2 separate regions of the Lactuca sativa genome follow, and region 2 is linked to region 1. A link is a contact called in public Hi-C data. All regions are on one chromosome and are shown on one strand. Each heading gives the region's core, a stretch centred on a gene start, on an enhancer-like site or on the middle of the called end of the contact. The rest is flanking DNA. Distances are from core to core; before and after follow the strand shown. Region 1 holds the start of LOC111901071 (putative protein phosphatase 2C 76). Region 2 holds the start of LOC111899056 (protein LIFEGUARD 2).

Region 1 (3,576 bases), core at 729-3,228:
AAACACTTTGAGGAGTCAAACTCTCAAAAACACCATCACTTGCAACCACCAAGTAGCCATCTTTATCACTCATGTTTCTCCAACCTACCGTTTCCGGTTCAGCAATCACACCATACCTATTCAGAAATTTTCAATATTTGAAGGGTATAATGGTCATTTTATCATGTGCACGTCGTTATTTTAGCCTCCAAGAAACATTTTGATTTAGTTATGAAGCTTTTAACATGACAAGAGAATCTTGAAACTAGAATGAGTTTAAAGGTTAACCTTTTCAATTGAACATCACCAATGGCTCGAGACACGGCCAATACACCGTTGACACGTGGCACATCCCAGTCAAGAACAAAACCACCAGCAACTTCTATTCGGGCTCGTTCATCATCTCTATCTGGATGATGATCACTTGTCAATTCCTCAGCATATCCTGCAATTTTCAAAGATAAAACTGCGAAAATGGTCCCTATGGTATGTCGAAAATTGTCATTTTGGTCCAAAAATGTTTGGACTAGCAACAGTGGCCCAAAACTGGACCTTTGATTTTGTTGCAAAATTGGTCCAATTTGTTTTGAATTTTTTTTTAAATGACGATTTTGCCCTTTGTATTTTCTCTTTTCAATTTTTTTGTTACAGGAGGAAAAAAAAACTCGCAGTTAATTAAGAGTGATTCTACCTGAACATAAGATGACTTTGGAATCGCCGACATTTGCAATCATTAATTCTTCATCATTCAACAAAACAACAATACTCGCAGTTGAACCTGCACTATAACCTTTCTGAATCGCCTCCTACATTATTAATAACAAATCAAACGAGAATATTAAAGCGATTAATTTCAACAAATCTTGAATCACACAAAGAATTTTAAGTTTTTCTACTTACCAAAGAAAATTTCAAATCAATATCACGAATTGCGCCCAATAAAGCTTCTTTCAACATGTCATGTAAAGATTTATCTTCCATCTCTAGTAAAGATCCATGGGAACTACACCAAAATCAAATAACTGTAAATTGTTCAGAAATCATCATATCTATGATCCATACAATGTATTAACGCAGCTTTACCCTTTTACTAAATCATGCTGATTATCATAAAGTGTTGATGATTTCTTGAAAGCACCCGCGATAACATGAACAAGAAAGTAATCTAGTAAGTTTTGTTTGGCTGTTTCACTAGCTTCTGTTCCTCCATGGCCATCGAATATAGCAAGTAGATCAACCTTAGCTGCATTTCTCGCATCTTTTCCTGTAATTTTGTAATTTAATTCACATTAATCACATTTTGTTAAACTTATACAATATAATCTATTTATAAGAAGATTGGATAAGACATGAAAACCGTCAAGAACGTATCATACAAGACATTTGACTCGTGAAAATGAAGATGGCAACAATTATGTCAAATGAAGCATGAAATAGCAGATTGATGTTCAAAATTTAAAAGTCAAACTAAACTTATTCACCCCAACCAACCAAATTCTTAAATGAAAACTAGGACATTTGACATAAATTCAAAACAACAACAATAATGTCAAAGAAAGCATGAAAAAACCATGAAATTAAAACCATTCTTACCGATTAAAGGTATTTGTATACCAAGATTGCAGGTGACACGATCTTCTTGGTACTTCCTGTGCCCTTGAAGACTCGCAAATTCACAATTTTTCGTTGAATTTTTCAGAGATTCAACCATGAAACCCCACTGAGCAGCACACTCAAAAGACTGAAGAACGGCAAGAGCACCACCGTCGTCGTAAGCAGTCATACACGAAGAAGAAACCGCCGACACCACCGCATCAATGCCGCTTAATAATATTTCAAGAAGAAATAATATTTCCGCTGCTAAAATCCCGTTCTTGAATCTTCCCATAATCAATCTGGGAATAATATTTCTCACATCACGAAAAAGGGGGCTAAAAGCAGAGATTTCACTTTGGAATAGGAAATTTTGTAGATATTCGAGGTCCAGTTATAGTAAATAAAAAACTTGATATAGAAAATTTGCAAATATGATATTCTTGAAAACAGATGACTTATCGGACATTTTCAATACAAAATGATACTATTTTATTAAATTATGAAAATTGGTAATTAGATCGAATATGATATTCTCAGTTACAAATCTACATATACAAAAACCAACATTCTTTATAAAAACTAACATCTTACAGCTGATGAAATGAAACGATACAATACACCATTTGTAATCAATCAGATTCACATCTTGTACATTATATCTCCAGACAAATACAAGGCCAAAAACACATGTTAATAATAATACACATACTTGAATGTTTACAAATATTCATGAAGTGTTGTTACATTTGCAAAGATACACACACACAAACTCAAAAATAAAAAATCTCTCCTTTTCTTCACCATTTGTGTAACATTGCATCTAATCTTTTCTAAATTGTTGTTGGATTCATTAGGGTTCTTGGCTGTTTACACGGCTCCTTAGTTCCAGCATTTCTTGATGGTTTGGGTCAAATGAGAGAGCTGCCCGACAATCCCTCATGGCACCCGAAACATCTCCAATGTGTTCATGGAAAGCTGCCCGTAAATGCAGAAGATGTAGGTCAGCTTTGAATGCAATCGCCCTTGATAGCTCTGCTATTGCTTCTTTCTCCTTGTGATTGTCCATCAAAACTGGCATTTAATCAAAACCCCATATGAGAACAAAAATATAATCTAGATTGTTTGTCTTAACCCATTAAGTCATTATGTCTAGATTAACTAACCTGCAGCTCGATATCTGTAAGGATAAACACGAAGAGGATCTAATCGAGTCACCATTTCAAGGTCTATTTTCGTCTGTTCACGTTCACAGTATTCAGATCTCTTCTCATAAGCCGATGCATTGTTACGTGCCTTTTCAATCAATTTTGTCATTTCTTCATAAGCAGCAGCTTTCTCATTTTTCAAATAATGGACACGAGCAAGCCCCTGGTGGGCCCTAGTGTGCCGGATCTTAAGAGCATTAATATAGCAATCAGCCGCAAGGTCCAGTTTCCCTGAGTCCACATAAACACTTCCAAGATTGTTCAATGCCTGCCACACCACAGTTTCAATTCACTTGTAAAATGTCTGAAATAACCTTTGACTTTAGGGATAAAGATTGTTCAAACCTGGCCTTTACGAAGCCTATCAGAAGGGCACTTAAGGGCATCTTGAAGAAGCGATACAACCGTAGAAGAACAAGTCGGATCTTGACTAGAATCAGCTAAAGCATACGCTTTCAAAAAGAAAGCTTCAAAAGATCTACTTAAGCTAATAGACTCTTCAGCTTTTGTTAACCCTTCATCACAATGACCCGTATCATATAATATCCAACCCTCGTAAACTAACCGCTCGTGTTCACTCGATGCATGCTGTCTTGCCAATTGTAAGCTTCTCATCGCTGCTTCCGGACAATTTAACCTTTTTTTTTAAAAAAAAAATCTTAATTAGTAATTATTATTTGAAAATATATTAAGTCGTTCTTTCTGTATTAAATACCTGAGGAGAAGCAAAGATTGTCTGAAATATAAAACGCCTTTAGCAGCTTCGGACTCAAGCATTTGGTAAATTACGGAAAGG
Region 2 (3,576 bases), core at 652-3,151, 150 kb after region 1:
GAGATTTATCTACTGGGTTCATGAGACCAATTCTTTCAAACTGATGAATAAAAGATAAAACATTATTTAAGTTTGCTGATTTCAGATCTAAGGCAAATTTAGGATAAACTCGAAACATAATTTTTGGTAAACTAGATTTCTTTTGGTTGCACCAAGAATACAATCTTGTCGATGATTGATTCTATCATCGATCAAGGCCATTTTTATTGGAGAATTAATTTTTTCTTGAAATTAAGATTTTATTATAATTTTTAATGCTTCGATGTGGACCATTCTAATTTTAGATCTTATTTTTGTGGGAATATCTTTTAGGTTACTATTTATCTGTTCTTTGGTTAATAGTGGTAGATAAAGAGATCTTGTAGTATATTTTATGTCGACAAACATTTCTTTTGTACTAATGAAGTAAAATATTTCGTTTTTTCTTTTTAATATATTTAGAATATTAAATCTTGAGGGAACATTTCTGAATATATTTTCTTTCTTTATTTTAAGATCTAAGAAGATGGACTTCAGAAATAAGTTGGTCGGGTAAAATACTTGTATCAGGTCCTCTTTGTTGACAGGTTCTGGTTTTTTAATTTTTGAATTATTTTTCATTGATTCTAAAAAGTTTTAAAACACATGGTACAAGAGAAAAAAAAATAAAGAGAGAAAGATGATGAAATGAGTTAGTGAACCCACATAATAGGGATGTCAACAGGGACAAACGAGACGATGAGTGCATCCCCCGCCCCGCCCCTAAAATTTTCCCTACCCCTGCCCCCAAAATGTCCAGACTTCTTACCCCCACCCTCGCCCCTGAATCCCCCTTGCTACCCCGCCCCACCCCCGTTTCTCCACCCCCGATTTATTTAGGGCTATCTTTTTTTGGGCTAAAATAAGTTGTTTGGGCTAAAAGAAACTATTTTTTAGATAACAAATATTTATTTATTACAAAATTTTACATGTTAAAAAAATGTTATGACATAACACATTACACTAACAACTTAAAAATATATTTTTTGTTAAATTTTGGAAGTTCAAAATCATTTTATTGTTTATTATATTTATATAATTATTATATGTAAATATATATATAATTTATAAACGGGGATCTCATGGGGTTTCGGGACGGGACTACACACCCCACCCCCGCCCCCAAAATTAAAACGAGGGTTAATCTTACCCCCATCCCTAATTTTTTTTATAAATATCCCCAAATGGGACGGAGCCTCCACGAAAACGGGATCTTGCGAGACTTTTTGACATCCCACCGCTCCTAACCCTCTCAACCACTCAAGAGGGAATGGTGAGGTACCAATGATACCTCATTTCCATTTTTACCATGACTTCATCCTCCTTAAAGATGGTGTTCACAATGAGATGATATTGTAACATCAGTTTCATGCACAAGGCATGGTGACCATAATAATGTTTTAAGATACAATTATAAGCAACTAACAAATGTTATGAAAAAGATGTAGCAGAGGGATATGGATTGGTTTTTGCCTTAATATTTATAACACGATGGCCGAGTTTGAAGGTTTATTTGTTACTCGCTAAAAAACTTTGTATATGGCCTTATGATATACCCTCAACGTAGGGCTTTATTGTACACGCTAGCAAGGACAACGACTATGAACACAACCCCATACCTTCGTTCTTCGTCATTGTCGTGGAGAGTTGTGGTCAGCGCAACATTTGAGTATTTGACCACAACGTTCTTTCTCTGTGCAAGCATTCTTCTGTCTTCTTTCTCGCATGCACACCATCCCAACACAAATGCAGTGACTCGGTGGTGTTGTGGTTCAAGTTCCGTGAGAAATACTTCGGACCCTAATTGGTAGAATGTGTTTTAAGGGCGCTCTCTTGTACACGTATAAGTTTTTTTTTTTTTTTTTTTTTTTTTTTTTTTTTTTTTTTCGGTAGATGCGTTTAACGTTGCACGTACGACACGAATTCCTCGTTTCAATCTACAAAAGTCAATCTTATAATCACATCTTGCATTTAAACACAATCTAATCCCCCATTCATTTCTTCTTCGTCAAGTCTGGAATTCATTGATTATATCATAATCCAGAACCCTAGTTTCCCCAATTTGGCTCCGTTTCGTGCTTAAACTTCCGAAGTTTTCACAGATCTGTTCAAGATGTGGGATCAACAACCGTTTCTAAAAGACGACATCGAGTCGGGATCAAGTCAGCCGCTGTACCCGATGATGTTGGAGTCACCGGAGCTACGGTGGTCGTTTATTCGTAAGATATACTCAATCGTCGCCATACAATTACTCCTCACCGCCGCCGTCGGCTCCCTCGTCGTCACGTATCATCCGATCGTCATTTTTTTCACCACCACTAACGCCGGATTAGCTTGTTACCTTCTTCTCATCATTGCTCCATTCATCAGTATGAATTTCAAACAATTTCGTATTAATTTTGCTTTAATTGTTTGAGCAGTTTCCATTTAATGATTTTTGTTGTACAGCTTTGTGCCCATTGTCGTACTATTATCAGCGCCATCCCATCAATTATCTTCTTCTTGGGATCTTCACCATCACTCTTGCTTTTGCTGTTGGTTTGACATGTTCCTTCACTAGTGGTATGTCCATGGTGAATAATTAGTTCGCGAATTTACTTTTTCAGTGTGTTAATCGAATGAATTTCTACAGGGAAAGTTATCTTGGAAGCAGTTATTTTGACTGCTGTGGTGGTGGTGAGTCTCACCGGATTCACATTCTGGGCAGCAAAGAGAGGTTACGACTTCAATTTCTTGGGGCCATTTTTGTTTGGTGCTGTTATGGTGCTTATCGTGTTTTCCTTCATTCAGGTTATTCATTCATTTAACCCCTTTTTTTACTCATTATAGATAGTGAAAATTTTCAACCTTTTTTGATTTGAAGCTTATTTGGTAATAATATTTTTGCAGATTTTCTTTCCTCTGGGGAAGATTTCAGTGATGATATACGGGGGTTTATCAGCGATCGTGTTCTGTGGTTACATTGTTTATGATACTGACAATCTAATAAAACGATACACTTACGATGAGTATATATGGGCTGCTGTGGCTCTATACCTCGATATCATCAATCTTTTCATTTCATTGCTTACCATTTTACGAGCTGCAGACACCTAGATCAATCATGGCCTTCACCATCTGTTCATACTTAAACGGTATCCATGTATTCATCTTTGAATAGATTCTTTTCTTCAAGCCTAATTGGATTGGATTATTATATTTAATTCTGTTGCTGGTAGGAAGAACAAAAAAAATAAAAAATATGTGTAGGAAGTGACTTTCATAATCCATACTGGTCATGTATGTTGTATGTAGTAACTAGTATGTAGTACTGTACCTTTTTTTTTCAGACTTTTGGTTAAGTGAAATGAAATAAAGGAAGGGTTTTGTGCTTTATGTTATGTCTCATGTCATTGTTATCATGTGTTATTTTAATGTGAGAATGATGTTATTTTAAGTTCATATTTTCAAACTAAAACAAATCCAACTAAGCTTATATAACAAGAACTTGGAACATTGAAAAAGGAGCTTATAAGTTTTACTAAGCACACACATTGGTTATTACAATACAATTTACCT

The links. A called contact is a pair of places that touch in the nucleus more often than the background predicts.
Region 2: a Hi-C map of leaf shows a contact between it and region 1, with 5 times the contacts expected there. The contact joins the promoter of LOC111899056 here to the promoter of LOC111901071 in region 1. A contact is called at or near these places in 2 of 4 Hi-C or Micro-C datasets (both in leaf).

Annotation. Positions count from the first base shown.
Region 1 is chr5:363,996,920-364,000,495 of Lsat_Salinas_v11, forward strand. LOC111901071 (putative protein phosphatase 2C 76) reads right to left here and starts at 1,979. Exons shown (of 6, transcript XM_023896938.3): 1 at 1,573-1,979; 2 at 1,063-1,243; 3 at 880-982; 4 at 671-785; 5 at 268-424; 6 at 1-116. The coding sequence starts at 1,867. It overlaps LOC111901070 (ETO1-like protein 1), which reads right to left. Exons shown (of 6, transcript XM_023896935.3): 3 at 3,496-3,576; 4 at 3,126-3,417; 5 at 2,739-3,048; 6 at 2,173-2,646. The coding sequence ends at 2,426.
Region 2 is chr5:364,149,485-364,153,060 of Lsat_Salinas_v11, forward strand. LOC111899056 (protein LIFEGUARD 2) reads left to right here and starts at 1,902. Exons shown (of 4, transcript XM_023894946.2): 1 at 1,902-2,387; 2 at 2,467-2,580; 3 at 2,651-2,808; 4 at 2,908-3,393. The coding sequence starts at 2,132. The coding sequence ends at 3,114. It overlaps LOC111899064 (VAN3-binding protein), which reads right to left. Exons shown (of 6, transcript XM_052763831.1): 6 at 3,491-3,576.